Linked DNA regions of Mus musculus: region 2 is linked to region 1. The links are chromatin contacts, called in public Hi-C maps. All regions are on one chromosome and are shown on one strand. Each heading gives the region's core, a stretch centred on a gene start, on an enhancer-like site or on the middle of the called end of the contact. The rest is flanking DNA. Distances are from core to core; before and after follow the strand shown.

What was found. Hi-C and Micro-C count contacts between places; a contact is called where the count stands out from the background.
Region 2: a Hi-C map of CD8 central memory T cells shows a contact between it and region 1, with 4 times the contacts expected there. The contact joins two enhancer-like sites. A contact is called at or near these places in 4 of 15 datasets of contacts at CTCF or cohesin (the NIH/3T3 cell line, large pre-B cells, pro-B cells and 1 more), 60 of 484 Hi-C or Micro-C datasets (the 3T3-L1 cell line, the AML12 cell line, B cells and 37 more) and 4 of 115 datasets of contacts at active chromatin or transcription factors (astrocytes, bone marrow-derived dendritic cells, embryonic stem cells and 1 more).

The regions. Positions count from the first base shown.
Region 1 is chr3:59,059,885-59,063,570 of GRCm38.p6, reverse strand. All of the region lies in intron 4 of Med12l (mediator complex subunit 12-like), which reads right to left. Among named protein-coding and RNA genes, the nearest start is that of Gpr171, 40 kb to the left of the region's middle. Within about 2 kb of position 1,265, at least 5 of the 459 cell types and tissues checked have an H3K27ac peak or open chromatin away from gene starts, as enhancers often do. A contact at or near this core is called in CD8 central memory T cells, where this site is marked.
Region 2 is chr3:60,109,878-60,113,881 of GRCm38.p6, reverse strand. No RefSeq gene overlaps it. Among named protein-coding and RNA genes, the nearest start is that of Gm24382, 16 kb to the left of the region's middle. Within about 2 kb of position 2,396, at least 20 of the 459 cell types and tissues checked have an H3K27ac peak or open chromatin away from gene starts, as enhancers often do. A contact at or near this core is called in CD8 central memory T cells, where this site is marked.

The DNA of each region.
Region 1 (3,686 bases), core at 16-2,515:
TGCTGCTTCTGATATCAGACCTTGACCCCCCCCCCCCCACTCAGCTAAGGTAACACCCAACTGATATCATAATGCCTGGTACAACGTTCATGGAAGCGGTCAAGTCTGGTTTCGAGGCTCAAAGGCTTTCAATGGATCCATTGGCCCTAAGGAATGAAGACCAAGCTTCTTACACAGAAACGACACGCGTCTCAAATGCTGCCTGCTAGTGTGCATGGCACTGCACTGCACTACTCGAGCTGCTCTGGTGCTTGGAGGCTGTGCTTGTCTGGAAAGCTGTGTTCTGCTTACCTGAGCAGAAATGTTTCTGGGACCATATGAGATGTCACACTACTCTGGCCTCTGCATCCTGGGCCTCCACCTGGTGGGGATGGTTCACCCATCTCTGAGTGTTACCGCCTCAATCTGCTTTATTTCCGTAAAATTAAGTATTGACTTCAACCAACACATCATGAAGTCCTTTCAAAATAGAAATCGAGTCCCTACCTACTGATTCTGCCTTTCGGTTCTTAGCAGGAACTTAACAACGTCATCACTACATAAGGGGTTTGTAACATCACTACAGAAGGAAAAAAAAAAAAAAGACTAAAGGCCTTAACATTGTTCTAACTAGAAACATTATTGTGCTATCAAACATCCATGCAAACACTATAATTTACTTTCTTTGTATGTGGGTGTTTTGCCTGTATATATACCACGTACATGTCTTGTGCCCATGACACCAGAAGAGAGTATCAGATCTGATGGTCCTGGAATTAAAGATGATTGTGAGCCACCATGTGGATGCTTCAAATCAAACCTGGGTCCTCTAAACGAGCAACCAGTATCTCCTATCCATGCAGTTTGCATTCTTTGTGAAGAAACTCGCCTGTAAACGTGTGGGTAAATACCCTTTAGTTCTATGATAGCTAGCTCTCCTGGACACAATCTTTCCTTTTACAAAAGCAGTTGGAAACTATGTGAAAGGAATGAGAGCGGCTAAGAAACAAAACGCAATTGTAACCAGGGACAAAGGAGCACATGCTGAAGGTAATCAGGTTGCTACAGCACTCTGGTCAGAGGTGAGAGCCTCCTTACTTGGGGGCATCACTCAAGCCTTCAGGGGGCCATCAGGCAGACTTAGCAGCTGGCTGACTGAGAAAATTCAGCTGCAGCGTGTATGAGCTGCACACTCCATTTCTAAACACTATGTAAGAAACACTGAAGGCTCGTCCACCACCATTCTATTTCACGTTAACACACTTCCTTGATTAATACCACCTGTAAAAGATAACCAACCGATGGTGAGAGATTAGGAAAACCACATCCCCAAGAAAGGGCTTCTGTCTAGAACTCATAAAGAATCATTACAACTCAATATGTAGAAGACATCTAGCTTTAAGATTAGGTTTGGGGAGACTCGAATGCATTCTTCTCCAATGAGGATAAACAAATAGGCAAAAGGCACATTCAGAGGTGCTCAACATCAGAAGCTAAGGAGAAGAAAAAAAAAACCTGCAAAGCAAAAGCACAGTGACCCAAAACTATGATGACCACAAGGAAAACACAGTCACAAGCATTGGCCAAGATGTGGGAGGAGGGGGATCCATTTGGACGGCTGACGAGAAGGTGACACTGAAGAAAAAAGAGACGTCTGGCCACCCCTCAAAAAGTTAAACATGGAAACACAATGTAACCCCACTACCTTACAGCCAGCTATGCACAGAGAGATAGCATACACGTATCTACACGAAGACTGTATACACATGCACACGGAGTGCATCGGGACTCCAAATGACAAGAAGTAAATCTAAGCATCAACTGCTGAGTGACCGAAATGTGGTGTGTGCCTACGATGCAGCAATAGTGATGACATATACAGGGAATGCTTTGCTTATGAGACCTGCCATAGCATGGAGGAACGATCGAAAATACTAAGTGAAAAAATGCTAGTTTGGTAGACCTATATATTATATGGCTTATGATGTCCAAAATAAGAAAATCTATACAAAAGTAAACTAGTGATGTTAATGAATATGGGGTTTTACAAGTGGTGAAAATGTTCTAAAATGGGGTTGATGGTGATACAAATGTTTCCTCCAAGACTGAAACATCCCATCCTGCAGGGAAGCTACTTAAGCAGAAAGTCCTTGCCTGCCAGAGCAGGCAATAAAGGGAGAGACCCTCTGAGACTAAGCGAGAAGGTTCGCAAGAAGGTTCGAAACTTCCCCGGTGCTGTGACCCTTTAATACAGCTCTCCTCATTTTGCAGCCACACACACCCCACCACAAAATTATTTTCATTGCTATTTTATAACTGTAATTTTGCTACTGTTATGAACTGTACATCTGTGTTTTCTGATGCTCTTAGGTGGTTCCTGTGAAAGGGCCATTTCAACCCCAAAGGGGTTGTAACCCACAGGTTGAGTCTCTGGAAAGGGGGAACAGAACTGCAAAGATTCAAAGATGTCAATCTGCAAAGAAGATTCTTGAAACCAGCTGAGCTGCCTGGGAGTGGCTTAGAGCAGAGTTACTTGCGAAAGACACTCTCGAAGCTGCTCCACTGCCTGCAGGCTATACAGTGTGCTCTAGGCTCCCAGCTTTTGTGAGCTGTCACCCAGGCTGGGGTGGGCCTTGGTGATGCAACAATCTGTGAGTCAATTCTGCTCCAGTAAGTAACCCCTCACCCATATTCCTGTAAGTAACCAAAAAAAAAAAAAGCTCGCTTGTTCATCAAGTTGGATTTGGGGTGGGGTCCCTATCTGGGGTGAGTGTTGTGTCTTCTTAGGAAACGATTTATCACCAACAGATGGCTTTATAACTATGAACACACAAACATCTTTGGGCTGATTTTATGCATGGGTTAATTATATAGCATATGAATTACATCTCAAGGAAGTGATCTGTTTTTTTCTTAAGATACTTTATTTCCAGTAAGAAATTATCTACATTTCACAAAGTAAAATAAAAGTAAATTCTATGATCTCTGGAAGAGAGGGCAGTTGGGGGAGATGAGAGGGAGAAGCCAGAGTGGCCATAAGTTTAGGGTTAAAGGTGGGTCGAGGGTGAGGGGACTTACAAACTTCTACATTCTTTTTAATATCCACAACAATATGATTTGTAAAGTTATAATTATCCAAAATCCCGATTCGGCCAATGTTAACTTCTGGAATGAAAACGTGCTTGCCAGTGTGTTGACTAGCAGCCTGGATAAACAACAGCATAAATCATAGCTACCATTCCAATATGACGGGAGGCCAAGGGAGTGAAAGCACTGGCTAGGCTACTATGTCTGCTGAACTATCAGGAAGCACGCCCTTCTGGCTGCGAGGGAGTTAGAGAGCAGAGAGGAAAGGGTAGCAAGCAACTGTACACAGCAGAAACACTACAACGCAATAAGTGACCAGACACATTAATCCTTTGAAAACATTTGCTGGTGGCTGGGAAGATGTTCAGCAGGTAAGTGCCCTTACTGCTTTTCCAGAGGACCGGAGTTCAGTTCCAAGCCCACACAGCAGGCAGCTCACAGCCATCTGTGACTCCAGCTGCAAGGGAGCCAATGACCTCCACAGGTGTCCACATACATGTTACATACACAGGCCAATAATAACATAATAATAACTCCTTAATATTTTCTTCTGTTCGGATGTGACTCACCAGCAGAGAGAGCTCATGTGTGCCAACAAAGTAAATGCCTTATCAAATAAC
Region 2 (4,004 bases), core at 1,147-3,646, 1.0 Mb before region 1:
AGGTTTACCTTGACAGGAAACAAAGCGTCATTATACTTTTCATAGGCCTCGCTGTGAGTCACGAGGAGAGAGAGTTTAGGGTAATGGTTTGTAAAGGTGATTCTAGGGAGATTGTCTGCAACACATCTGTCAGCCTGTGGAAATGTGCAGGTCAGAATTCATCTGGACCCACTGAGTCAGCAAGAACCTTTGGAAGTGACCGGGAAAGTGTAGTGGTAATGGGGCTTCCAGAACAGTCTAACTCAGGTAGTGCTTGAGCAATATGGGTCTGGAGATAACACTTTGTAATATGGCTTGGATGTGTCTCTAAACCTCATGTGCTAAGTAACCCAAAACACAAGTATAGTGGGGGGCACCTTTCAAAAGTGACATGAGAAAGCTGCCCTTTGAATGAACTAATGACAGTATTATCAGAGTAAGTTAGTTATTATCAGAGAAGGGTCCTGATCAAAAGGGGGTTCAGCAGCCCCCTTCCTGTCCCTACTACACATAATTTCTTGCCTCTTTATCTTTTTCCACAGGAAAGTGAAGATCAAAGGCCCTCAACAGATGTATGCATTTGGGCCCCCAGAACTATTTAAAATAATAATAATAATAATAATAATAATAATAATAATAACAACAACAACAACAAAGAAGGAGCTCATATACAATGTCAGGTATTCTTTCACATCCTGGTGCCCTGTGTCAGCATGAGCTGTCTCCTGTGTGAAAACATCTGGAAGCTCTATGCTTCCTTAGATTTTTTAAAAGAAGGTCAATGAGAGCCAGCTGTCCTGTAATTCTCAGACCAGATCATGTTGAAATATCAGTGTCCCAAGAGCAGAGTCTGCAGGCATCTTTTGAGCAGGGGGCTGAGGTGAGAGAGCAGGGCAGGTAGTGAGACTCCATTGAGTCTCTGGTCATGGCAAGAATGAAAAGAAACATCTGGCAACATACTAGTACAGCCATGCAGAGTAGCAAATCCTTAACCTAGTGTGTGTCCAGCATCCCACATGTTCTCCTGTTAGGACAAAGAGGGACTTTATTACAAAGGATGGAAACTTAGTCCAGAATTCTTTTATGGAGAACTTAATTGAGAAGATGATGCTAATTCACCAGCAAGTCATCTTTATTCCAGGTCACTAGCTGACTTACAGTATTGACAATTTGGACTATTTTGTGCAGGTGTGAAAACATCTACACGTTTCTCTGGGCAATCTTCATGGCAAAACAGCACAAGAGGAAATATTTAAATTAACTCCATGGGGTCCATGACACAACTCATAAGTTTATTATTGAAAAATATGTTAGAATATTTTCTTAATTATTTAAAATTATTTAGAATATTATTCTAAATTCCCATTATCATCAAATAGCCTGCTGAGGACTTGAAATGTTTTTGCTATCTGGGACATTGCACTGACAAATCAAGACCACAAGAGGGGAGTAAAAGCATGTAGCTTGTCTTTATATTGCAGATACTTTGGGTGGTTGGTGCAGAGTTTGCTAGTTTGATCAAGATTTGTAAATGAAGAAAATATCTAATAAAAAATGAAAAAAAAAGATTTGTATTCACAGAGACCTTACTCATTTGTAAATGAAATAACAGCCATAAACATTTAAAAATTAATGCACACATTATTATATTGTTTATTTCCATCAAGACTGTTACATGATAACTTATTAAAATGTGATTCTGGAATATTGTTCAATTAAGCAACAAGTTCACCTTAACGTCATTGTCTTTTAGGTTCATGAAAGTGTCTTTCAACATCCATTCACAAGCGTGGGCTTGCACCGTGATAGACTGTGCAGATGCGTGTGGTCACCCTGGGAAGTCTGAGTAAATAAATAAAATTAGCTATAACTATGACAGTGGGCAAGGAGGATTTGTTTAGGCACGTTTATAAGATATTTTCATTTTGTTTCAAGGCACGATCCTGAAAACTCCAGGGTGTTGGCATTTAGTTCTTTACTTTGAGTAAAATTCCTCCAATCATGAGGATTTCATTGTGATGATTAAGATGCTATTTTGTATCTTCTTGAAATTTTTAGCAGTTTTTGAACATGACAATCTGCTTGTAATTTTCAACAAAGCCCCACACATCACACAGCGCGGCCTGATGACAGCTCCAGTTGTTCAGCAGTGCAGGGCCTCAGCTCCAGCTTATGTCCTCCCTTTAGCCTTGTTCTAGTCGAATCTTGGTTAGGGTTCCATGCATAAAGAACACATAAGGACACTAGGCATACCTCGTATACATAAGGCCTTATGCAGAATCCGCAGCAACCCTAAAATGAAATAACATAAAAGCAACTTATATTTTGTAACTTCAATTATGGCAAGTATCCATGGAGTCCCAGGCCAGGCCTTGTCCTTTGCCCTCCTAGCCTTGATTCCCTGGCATGAGTCAGAGTTGGTTAGCTGCTCCCCCCTCTTGAAGGCCTCTGGACTTGAGTGAGATGCAGCACCATACATTTTCTTTCAGATGTGTCTTGGAAAATGAGTTCTTGTAACTGCCCTAACTGCCTTGCGTCTCTTACTTAGCTCTCTTATACCCACAAGCTGGGTGTGAACTTGAGGTTTGGCCCTTCCTGTCCTAGGTCTGCATAAGGGTTTAGACTTACAAAGTTTCAATTCTTGGTCTCTGTTGTTTTGTTCTCAGTTGCTATGAAAAACAAATAAAATAGGAACAAATAGAGTCTCAGACAGTGGCCAGCCACATCATTTATAATATCAAAAATTTTACTCAAAAGTTGTAGACTTTGAGATTTGAATGTTTTTATGAGAAGCAGGCTAAGTGACCTCAGTTCTCTGAAAATATCAATCATCCCATCAATAGGAGAGATGTGTTTCATCCAGGGAATGTAGTGAGTATTTCTTCTGTACAGAAACTGATACATTCTGCTGAAGGACGAGTTACCTGGACAGTCCAAAACCTTGAGAGAGGTCCTGGGTGGAAAAAAGGGACTCAGGACAACAGTAAAATACAAGATTCATGGCTGAAGACATAGTTCAGCTGTTATGAGTATTTACTGCTTGTACAGATGACCCCGTGTTCAGTTTCTATCACCCACATGGCTGCTAACAACCGTCTATAACTCCAGTTTCAGACAAGCACCTGGGATATTTTTTGGTGAGCCTACATACATGGAGTATATGCAGACATACACACAAATTAAGTGTAAATATGATAAAAAGCAATTTAGATAAGACAAGTTATTATGAAGTAGTTACAGATGGATGCTATGGAGTCACCCAGAAAGGCACAGCTGTATCAGGGTCCTTTCAGCAAAATCTTGCTAGTGTATGCAATGGTGTCAGCATTTGGAGGATGATTATGGGATGGATATGGCAGTCTCTAGATGGTCCATCCTTTCGTCTCAGCTCCAAAATTTGTCTCTGTAACTCTTTCCATGGGTGTTTTGTTCCCATTTCTAAGAAGGGACAAAGTGTCCACACTTTGGTCTTCGTTCTTCTTGAGTTTCATGTGTTTTGCAAATTGTATCTTGTATCTTGGGTCTCTTGTGAGGCTAAGCCGGGGCCTAGCAAACACAGAAGTGGATGCTCACAGTCAGCTATTGGATGGAACACAGGGCCCCCAATGGAGGAGCTAGAGAAAGTAGCCAAGGAGCTAAAGGGGTCTGCAACCCTATAGGTGGAACAACAATGTGAACTGACCAGTACCCCAAGAGCTCGTGTCTCTAGCTGCATATGTAGGAGAAAATGGCCTAGTTGGCCATCAGTGGAAAGAGAGGCCCATTAATCTTGCAAACTTTATATGCCTCAGTACAGGGGGATGCCAGGGCCAAGAAGTGAGAGTGTGTGGGTAGGGGAGTTGGCGGAGAGGGTATGGGGGACTTTTGAGATAGCATTGGAAATGTAAATGAAGAAAATACCTAATAAATTAAAAAAGCATCAAAAAAAAGACAGAAAAGAAAAGCACAGCTGGCACTGAGCAATAGCATCTGGACATTGTAGTGGGACTTTCTGGTGGACAATAAGAAAACATTGGATGAATGTG